Regions from separate parts of the Capra hircus genome. Here region 1 is linked to region 2. The links are chromatin contacts, called in public Hi-C maps. All regions are on one chromosome and are shown on one strand. The core of a region is the stretch at or near the end of the contact, and the rest is flanking DNA. Distances in the headings are between cores, read along the strand shown.

The links. A called contact is a pair of places that touch in the nucleus more often than the background predicts.
Region 1: a Hi-C map of liver shows a contact between it and region 2, with 2.4 times the contacts expected there. The contact joins the promoter of MAP1LC3B here to the enhancer-like site in region 2. A contact is called at or near these places in 3 of 5 Hi-C or Micro-C datasets (blood and liver).

The regions. Positions count from the first base shown.
Region 1 is chr18:14,368,568-14,373,555 of ARS1.2, forward strand. MAP1LC3B (microtubule-associated proteins 1A/1B light chain 3B) reads left to right here and starts at 1,385. Exons shown (of 4, transcript XM_018061829.1): 1 at 1,385-1,565. The coding sequence starts at 1,526.
Region 2 is chr18:14,294,095-14,298,922 of ARS1.2, forward strand. It overlaps C18H16orf95, which reads right to left. Exons shown (of 6, transcript XM_018063264.1): 6 at 4,650-4,828. Among named protein-coding and RNA genes, the nearest start is that of C18H16orf95, 14 kb to the right of the region's middle. Within about 2 kb of position 1,952, at least 1 of the 5 cell types and tissues checked has an H3K27ac peak or open chromatin away from gene starts, as enhancers often do.

The DNA of each region.
Region 1 (4,988 bases), core at 135-2,634, 74 kb after region 2:
TCTTAGGCACTGGACCACCAAGAAAATCCCTAAGTCCTCTTTATTAACTGTACCTTATCAGAGATTTTTCAAGGTAAAGAACTGTGACAGAAAGGGGGGTGGGGAACCTGGGAAAGTGACATACACACAATACAGTGTTCTTTTGTGAACGGTGACACAGTAGAGAGCCACAGCTACCATCACTGTTCTGGCAGTGGGGGTAATTATACAGCAGACTCGGCTTCTCTGCAAAGGAAGAAATTCCAGCTGCACTGAAACCCTTTTGAGAGCTGTGTTTTAGTAGGTTCTGTATGTTTGTATAATAAATGTTCATTAGCACAATCCAAAGACTTTATCAAACAGATATTATAAGAAAGGCTTTTTTCAAACTCAAAAAAGGGGAGAACACTTTCAAAGTCCAAGATATTAAAAAGCAAAACCAATCAAAGAATCAAGTGCTGTTTATTCACATACCTGTTTATTAGATGTTTGAACTGGGCAATAACTGACTTGCTCACTAAATGCTTCATAAGAGATCTGTATTCTACCAGGTCACTTCCATCTGCTCCTCGGAAAACACCTGGAGTTCTCAAATATAGTACAAATGAGTCTGAGACTGAGAAAAACGGTTAGGTATTCAAGGTAGTTCCGCTAGCTGGTCACCGAAAGCCTGTGAGGACTGAATATGGGTAAGGCTCCCTATTTAAGAGAAGAGCCGAGAACAGTGAAAGGTAGTGAACTCTGCCAAGTGCGGACAGGCAGGTGCCCTGCCATTGCAGGTGATGCCCGGGGCCCCCTCCACCCCACAAGTCACCTAAGGCTGAATGTCAAGCCCAGGGCACCGACTTTCTCCAAAGCCAGACTCGACTGACCATAACCTGAAACAACGCAGTTTTGGCTCTTTTCCCAGTTGGGACAATGTGTGATGGAAGTTATCAGTTGACAGTTTCCTTAGAAAAGAAAACAGATGTCCTTGACGTGGAAAGCCAACAAAGACACAAAAAGCCGCCGACGGAAAAGAACCAGCAGCTTCCAGCTGTGAGCTCTCAGAAGGCAGGGGCACAACAGGCCTTTATTTTCCTGTGGAAACATCGCTGGCCACCGTAACCCGCACGGGAACAGGAGCGAGGCCGCGCCCCTGCAGCTCTGCCAGGGGAGCAGCACCGCGCGTCCGCCGGGAACGTGCCCGCGGGGACGGCCAGGTTCCTGGCTCGCGCTCCCCGGGCCCATCGCCGGTCGCCGCGCGCCCACTCGCTCCCGCGAGCCCTGGCCGGGCCCGTTGCGCACGCGCGCGGCTCGCTCCTCGCCACTCACGCGCTTCGACCCCGCCCCGGCCGCTGCGCGCGGCCCGCTTCCGCCACGCCCGCCATGGCGGCCGCCGCGGCCCGCCCCTGGCCCCGCCTCCCGGGACGCCGCGCAGGTCACCTGACGCGGCTGCGGGCTAAGGAGACACAAGAGAAGTCGCTGTCGCCACCGTCGGAGCTGTCGCCGCCTCCGCCGCCGCCTGGACCCTCCAACTCGCCGCCCCCACCCAGCGTGCAGCGCCATGCCGTCCGAGAAAACCTTCAAACAGCGCCGAACCTTCGGTGGGTGCCGCGGGCCGGACGCTGTCTGAGGGCCGGCGGGGGCTTCGGGGCCGAGGCAGCGGGGCCCGGCCGAGCTGAGGGGCTCCGGAGAGGGCGGACGGGCGGAGGGCTACGGGGCTGAGGGGCCGAGGCGAGCTGAGGCGGGGGCTGCGGGAAGGCCGGGCCCGGGCGGCCGAGGGAGTCGAGGCAGGGAGCCTGACGGGCCGAGGGCCGCCGGGCCTGGGGGTCTGAGGGGCCGAGGGCGCGCTGGCTGGGAGCTGCTGAATCACCTTTCGGCCCGGGCGGCCGGCGGGCTGTGAGCTCGGGGCCGTCAGCGCTCCAACCCCGGGGTGTTCGGGCCCTCCGACAAGACGAGCGCTAGTGGCGCGGGGGTGCAGTCCTTGTGGGGGAGTCTGGCCCAGAGCCGGGCCGGATTCTCAGAGGTGGTGGCACCGCGGGTGCACGTCTGGGTCATACATGGTCCCTTCAGACGTCAGTACCTCCACGGAGAGGGGTCCTCATGCCCGCCCCTTCCCCTGCAGCCCCGCGTGGCTGCGACGTCTTGGTCCTATTTGTGGCACAAGCGAGAGGGTGGGTGGCTCTTTTTCTCACTGGCTAGCGACAGCATTCTTTGACACCAGCGGCAAATCCGTTCTTTCCCAATTCGGGCTGGACTCCCTACTTAGCATGCTGGTGTTTGGTGGAAACCGAAAGTAACACCATCACAATACTTACTCCTGCACAAAACCGATGGGAAGGAAGTGATTGGTGCTCCTTTTAAAGCAAAACAGTGCGGCAATACCATCGTGGCCTCCTTGTATATCCCCTGTGTAGGGCTTGTTTGTTTATCTCAGGCCAGGTGGAGTAGGGCGGGACCAGCGTTCCTTCCTGTCTTAATCTTCTTTAGGATCTTGAGCAATATCTGCTGTCTACTTTGGTCTAGTTTCCTGGAGTCTGGAAAAGAGACAAGCGTTCATTTGAACCTGGATATGGTTTTGTAGATCTCATTATCGATAATTATTTCCTGTGCCTGAGAAACTCCAAAAATGAAATTCATGTTGATCTGAAGAGCATATCCTTTCAGCCTCTTGAAGCAGTTGGCTGGTTAGCAAGATTTAGAGGTGTCTTGTCTTGTCTTTTTTTTTTTAATAAATTTTTTCTATAGTGACCTTTGTGAACTAAGATATTCGTGAATATTAGTTTTTGGGCAGCCCTGGGAGCAGATTTGGAGCGGATTTGCCATTGTACCTGGCTTCTGTCCTTACTGACTGGCATTAAAAGTTAACTGGGGACGTTTGTATGGGAAAGATGCCCGTTTTCTCATGACCCCGATACTATAGTTAACTTTCTTTTTGCTTAGAGTACTTTTAGGTTATCTAGAAAAATCCACGAAGAAGAGTAGGTAGTAAGAGTAGGAAAAGTGAGGAATAATGAGAATAAAAGTGGAAATAAATGACAATAAAATAATGAATTAGAAGGAATTCACCTGGTGCCCGTGGCCCTCAGGGTAAACCAGCAGGAATGCCTTCCTTTTTCTCCATTCGTGTGTGTTGCATATACTGTATTTGTGGGCTTTCCTCTTTGTTCACCTTGATTTACTACCAGTCCTTTTTTTTTCTCCTTGTCTCCTGACTCTTGATTCGTTTTTGTGGTTTTTTTTTTTTTGTACTCTTATTGAGAAATGACATTCATTACTGTGTAAATTTAAGGTATTCAGCGTGGTGACTTGGTTTACGTATCTTGTGCAGTGACAACTACAGTAGGTTCAACTAACATCAATAAAAAAGGTATATTTTCTCCTTGTTATAAGAACTAGTATTACCCTCTCCTTTTTTTTTTTAAAGGGCTTAAAAGTCATTTTGCAGAAGAATATATCATTTAATGGCTATTGCCTTTCCTTGCTATTGATCATGATAATCAGCACTGATAATTTTTTTGTAGCACAGTAAATGAGTCAAATCAGTTCTTTGGAGATACCTTTTTTGTAGAACCTAAGACCAGCCCCAGTTAGCTTGAGCAATAAGTACTCTTCCCAAGTGAGTGAGTTGGGTTAATTAAAAATTGAGTATAGCTCTGATACGATATATTCTACCAGGGTTGAATCTTAGAGCTCACCCAAAACAACTACTTCCTTTTGTAGCCAAGGAAACTGGGTGGGGCCCTGAGAGGTGGAGATCATGGTCCGCCTAGTGGCACAGTCTGGACTTGTCCTTCAGCCCTTCGGGTAAGAATTCTTCCCATCCTCCAAGAGGCAGCCAGTACATGAAGTGGACTAGCACTGAGTCAAGAGGCAGTGGTGTGTCCTTACAAATATTTTGCATAATTTTGTGAACTTTAAAGTTATACTTGAGCAAATATTTTTGGATTCCGTTTTCTCAAATGTCATAATTTCACTCTAGTTTCTTTTGGGTTGCCCTAGTTTAATAACAGATCTGTTTTCCTAGACATAATCTGCTGAGAGTCAATGTTAAATCTAGATCTTAAGCTTCACCATCAATAACAAAATGGGTCTGCGTTGTCTCAGAAGTTGATGTGGTGGTCTAGAATAAATAACTCCAGTTACTCTAACAGGTAGACTGAAGAGTGAGGTTTATGCCAATACCTAGATAACACTCCCTGAGCTTAAGCTATGTCACTCCTGGATGGGTGGGATTTTACATTGTTTATTTCTAGTCATATTGGGCGAAATATTTATTATGCTTCCATTTCACCTTTGTGCAAGCCTGAGACCTGGGGGAATACAGAAGTGACTGAAGCCAGGGGCAGTCTGTTGAGAAAGGCAAATGATAAACAGATCATAACAGCACTAAGAAAGTAACTGAGTGAAAGAAGTGTTCTTTTATGCCGTTGATCAGTGGTGTTGGTAATGCTTTTGTTAAATATACCTCTGGCCTCTGAAAACAGCCTTCTATTCAAAGAGGCTTCAGCATATACCATATTTATATTTAATTACTCCAGGCTTACCACTGGATTTTCATTGCAGCTGGCCAGGACGCTAATGATATTCCTCTAGAATTTTGGTACTACTCTTGTCATCTTAAGGAAGTCACTTGTCTTCCTCAGTTGTCCCACCTTTAATGAAAATGATCATTTTTGCCTTCCTTTTTGGACCATATTTTGGGGATGAATCAAGATAAAGCTTTGACACTATAGTTTGAAGCCCCACATTTAGAGCCCTTTTGCTTTTCCCTTCTCCACTTAACCATAATAAACCTGTTCTCCTTATATAAAAAATCTTTCATCCTTAAGCCTGAGTGATTCCTTTTTAGTTCAGTCCAGTTGTGTCCGACTCTTTGCAGACCCATGAACTGCAGGACGCCAGGCTTCCCTGTCCATCACCAACTCTTAAAGCTTGTTCAAACTCATGTCCATCGAGTTGGTGATGCCATGTGATTCCTTTTACCTTCAATTTATTTGGATAAGCTTTTAAATGCGAAACATCTC
Region 2 (4,828 bases), core at 702-3,201:
CCAGACTCCTGCACATTTCACACCTGTACTCTAAGAGGAAACAGAACCAGAGGGCTCTACCTCAGTTTCATATGTAACATGGGGTGAAAACAGTGCCTATCTCAGAATATATTACTATTATTATTGGTCATGGCTACAACTTGACTACATGCATTGAAGGCTTGCTTGCTCTAGGCCAGGCTTTGGGCTAGTCACCAAGCCTGTCACAAACAAAGCCTCGCTTGGCAAGTCTCAGAAAGATGAAATCACTGGCCTCATCCAGCTGGCTGCACACACACACTGACCCCAGAACTGGTGGGACAGAGCAGGCCTCAGCCTGTGACAGGTGAGTAGACGGGGAAATAGGTGGATGGGATGCGACAAGTCCAACTCCTTCCTTTAGAAGAAGTGTTGGAAATTTCCATGTGTTTCCTTTCTGCAGTCTTTGACAAATGTTCCACAGGAGAACAAGGTTTGGCTGTGAAATACCTCATCTTTTCCCAAAGAAAAACAGCACCTCTTTTTTCTTTCTTGTAAGTGATGCAAAACATTTCACATGGCCCCAAACAGATCTAGCACCTTAAGGGTCGGGAGCTGGGGACTTCACCAAACACATACATCATTAAAGTTCCCCCTGAAGTTAATGTTACCACTGTTTTGTGCCCATGAATAAAGCATTAAACAAATATTGAACCTGAGACACCTCATTACCCAAGGTCGTTAAGCGGCTCAGAACACCACAGCTACATTCGAAGCCAATTAAGAGGCCTCACACTGGGTGCTGGAACCACATGAGTGGCTGGCACGACCCCTAGCACATAGTAGGCACCTCGTAAAACATGCAGAGCAATTCAACAGGATCCCCCTGCCCTGGAGATTACCTGACTCCACCAACATGCTCTTAGCTCCCAGCCCTCAGGTCCCCTAGGCTGCACGAGACACAGACTACAACACTCAGAGTTGACAACAGCTGTGAGCACAACAAGCAAATGATCGACACCAATGGTAAATACCAATGATTTCAGCTTTGTTTCCATTTAATTTTTTATTATGGTAAAATGCACAAACAAAATTTACCACCTTTACCATTAAGTGTGTAGCTCAGTCATGTTCAACTCTTTGCAACCCCATGGACTGACTATAGCCCGCCAGGCACCGCTGTCCATGGCAACCCCTCGGTGGTGGTAATGGAGGGGAGGGGGTTCTCCACAGTTCTGCACCAGGAGGACACAGACCGTGAGATCCTGAAGCTGGCCCTCCTAGGCTGTAGAGAGCCTCTTGTACATGATCACTGATGGCAAAAAGATTACCCAGAAATAAGACTGGGAGGAGCGGACGGAGAAAAAATGGGTAAAAGGGGGAGAGAAGGAGGCAGAGGAAATGGGAGAGGAGGAGGGGGAAGAAGCTAGGGAGAGGGGAGGGGTAACAACATCAGATCCCATTTTTATTGCTATGCAACATGTCAATCACAACCAGTCCATTCTGAAGGAGATCAGCCCTGGGATTTCTTTGGAAGGAATGATTCTAAAGCTGAAACTCCAGTACTTTGGCCACCTCATGCGAAGAGCTGACTCATTGGAAAAGACTCTGATGCTGGGAGGGACTGGGGGCAGGAGGAGAAGGGGACGATCGAGGATGAGATGGCTGGATGGCATCACTGACTCGATGGACGTGAGTCTGAGTGAACTCCAGGAGGTGATGATGGACAGGGAGGCCTGGCGTGCTGCGATTCCTGGGATCGCAGAGTCGGACACAACTGAGTGACTGAATTGAACTGAACAGTATCATTTTAGTGACCAGATGACAGTCTTTCAGCCTGGCATGTAGTCTCAACTCTGCCATCCAGAAATCCCAGTGGTAGAGAAGGTGTATCTGCTGGTGCCCTGGATGACCCGGAGCAGGCAGGTGGCAGGACCCACAGGAGCTGGCCCCCCTTTTGCCGCACTCTCCATCCTCCCCACCCACATCAACTCCCAGGTGACTGCATCCAGCCCCAGGGTTCCAAAACAAGCCAGACGGTGACTCAAACTTACCCCTCCAGCCACAGCTCCCCCTTCCATGCAGACGCAGTTCTGACAGCGATGTCAGCAACCTCTACGTGGCTCCTCCACAGTGCCCACCACACCCACTCCTTCCGTTGCTGCTCTCCCACCCCAGCCAATCTACCAGCAAATCCTGTTGTCTCCATGCTCAGTACACACTAGGAGCTCAGGCTCATTCCCACCCTCCGAGGTAGCGAGACTGCCCCTCCTCAGTCAGTCCTCAGCATGGCCACCAAAGGGAGCAGGTTAGAAGCCAGCCTGGGGCCACAGTCCAGGCTCTTCCTAAGGGCTTCTCCAAGTCAGAATAAACCCTGAGACCCTCAAATGATGCCAAGACCTCAGGACCAGGCCTGAGCTAACCTCCAGACCGCCATCCCTGACCACAGTCCACTTCACTCTCTGCTGTAGTCACATTGGGCTTCTAAGCTTCCTCATACTCCACCCATATCCATCCTCAGGGCCTTTGCACCTGTCGCCCCACAGTCTGGGGCTCTGTCCCCACTGTCGCCCCACTCAATCCTCCGCCCAGCGTCTCCTATTCAGAGAGGGGCCCCACCCAATCACCACCCATCTTTTTTCTGCTTTGCCTTTCTTCCTAGCACAGTCACCACTTGACCATCTCTTTGCTTTCAGTTTCTGTAGAGTCAGACCTCCTGAGGAAGAAAGCTATGTCTATGAAACAGCATGTCTCAGGTCCCAATTGTGTCAACTGATGACAATCGGAGGCCCATGAGGGTTCGTACTTTACCATCCCAGCTCATAAACTTTAGTGACTCAGGGACCCACACACATTAGCATGTGCTTTGCTTTATGCCTGGCTGACTTTCCATGCTTCACACACACCTTTGACCATGAGCTCAGCCCCCAGAACTGCACTCTGAAGTCCAAGGACATTCCAGTTAAAGATGCCTCGCTTTTCTGTCTTGCTTTAAGTACAGTAACTGGCATCATCAGCTGTCCTCAGCTGGAACCACGTGAGATGGCAGAAGGGATGGCGAAGGCGGTGGACAGACCACTTGCAGCAGACGCAGCACAAACGCTGGCAAACATATGAGGAGCTGCTCACACCTCAATTAAGCAATGCCAGTTAAAAGGCCACAGCAACAGCACGCTTTACCTCTCACATTGGCAGAGATTCAGGGGAGGAGGCATGCCCGGTGCAGGTGTGGGGAAGGGAGGCCCTGTCACTGCTGCATGGTGGGGTCGCATCACAGAAGCACTCAGAAACATCACTACACCTGTGTCTGCAGAGCGGGTCCCACGCTGACCTGAGCAGAAACCACAGGCAAGAGTCACCCCACAACTAGCATTCATGGCAACACCCTGAGTACACCGTCTCTTCAGACACAGAGAAATCAGAGAGCTCACGCACTGATGGGGGAATATGAGATGGACAACGGTGCACAGGGACCCCCTGCCTGCCGGTGCGGGGGACATGGGCTCAACCCCTGGCCCAGGAAGACTCTACATGCCGCAGAGCAACTAAGCCTGTGATCCTCAACTACTGAAACCCGCCGGCTCTGGGGCCTGAGAGCCACAATTAGTGAGCCTGTGTGCCTTACTGAAGCCGGTGCGCTCTAGAGCCTGCGTTCCATGACAAGAGAAGCCACTGCAATGAGAAGTCTGCACACTGCACTGAAGAATAACCCCTGCTCACCAGAACTAGAGAAAAGCCCACACACAGCACTGAAGACTCAGAGCAACCAAAATAAGTTCTTTTTTTAACTTTGCTATAAAAATAATAATAATAAATAAACTTAAATTTAAAAAAATAATAATAATAAATAAACAAATAAAATGAGGCAGTGTTTTCCACCATGGAAACTTGAAGCAGCTCCTCAAAACATTAAGGAGAGTTACCATATGACGCAGCACTCCCAGGTACATACCCAAGAGACATGAAACATGCTGACACCAAAGTCATAAATAAATGTTCACAGCAGCATTATTAATAATACCCCAAAAGTATCAGTAACCCAATGTCTACCAACTGATGAACAGGTAAACAAGATGTGGTCTGTCCTTGCAATGCTTATTATCCAGCCATAAAAAAAGGAATGAAGCTACAGTGTGAGTGAAACTTGAAAAAATTATGCCAAATGAAAACAAGCCAGATACAAAGGATACATACTCCATCTATATAAAATCGGAAAAGTGAGAAAGTAGGTTAGTGGTTTCCAGGAGTGAGGAGAGAAGGGAACAAGGAGTAAGTGCTTAATAGGTATAGAGTTTCTTTTAGGGGTGAAAATGTCTGGAATTAGGTAGCAGTGGCAATTGTACAACCTTGTAAATAAAGCAAAAAAAAAAAAAAAAAAAAACTAAATCACTCCAAAAAAGGTAAATTTTATGGTATGTGAACAATATCTCAGTTTTTAAAAATACAAACTGCATACAATTTTATGTTACTTAAAGTGAGACCCACATGAAACAGATGCTAAAGCCGTTTCAGGATCCACATCCAGAGGATCTCCTGTCCTTGCAAAGAGAAGAGAAGTTCAGAGATGGCCCCCCGCCCACAGGGACACAGAGGTGGAGAACGAGCCCAACCCTCACAAAGGAAAATCTGAGGAAATCATTTTTTTTAAAGTGATCACTTTAAGAATTTCACAAATAACATTTATTGATCATATTCATAATGGAATCTCACCCACATTCACAGCAACTCCACTACAACTAAAAATCACCTGATGATAAATAACTTGCATTGACTGAGAGAACAGCGACTATCACAGACTCTCCCTGATTTGATGGCTTTTGTTAAAGACCTTGAGGAGGATGGACATTTTTGTTGATGTTCTTGACAGTAG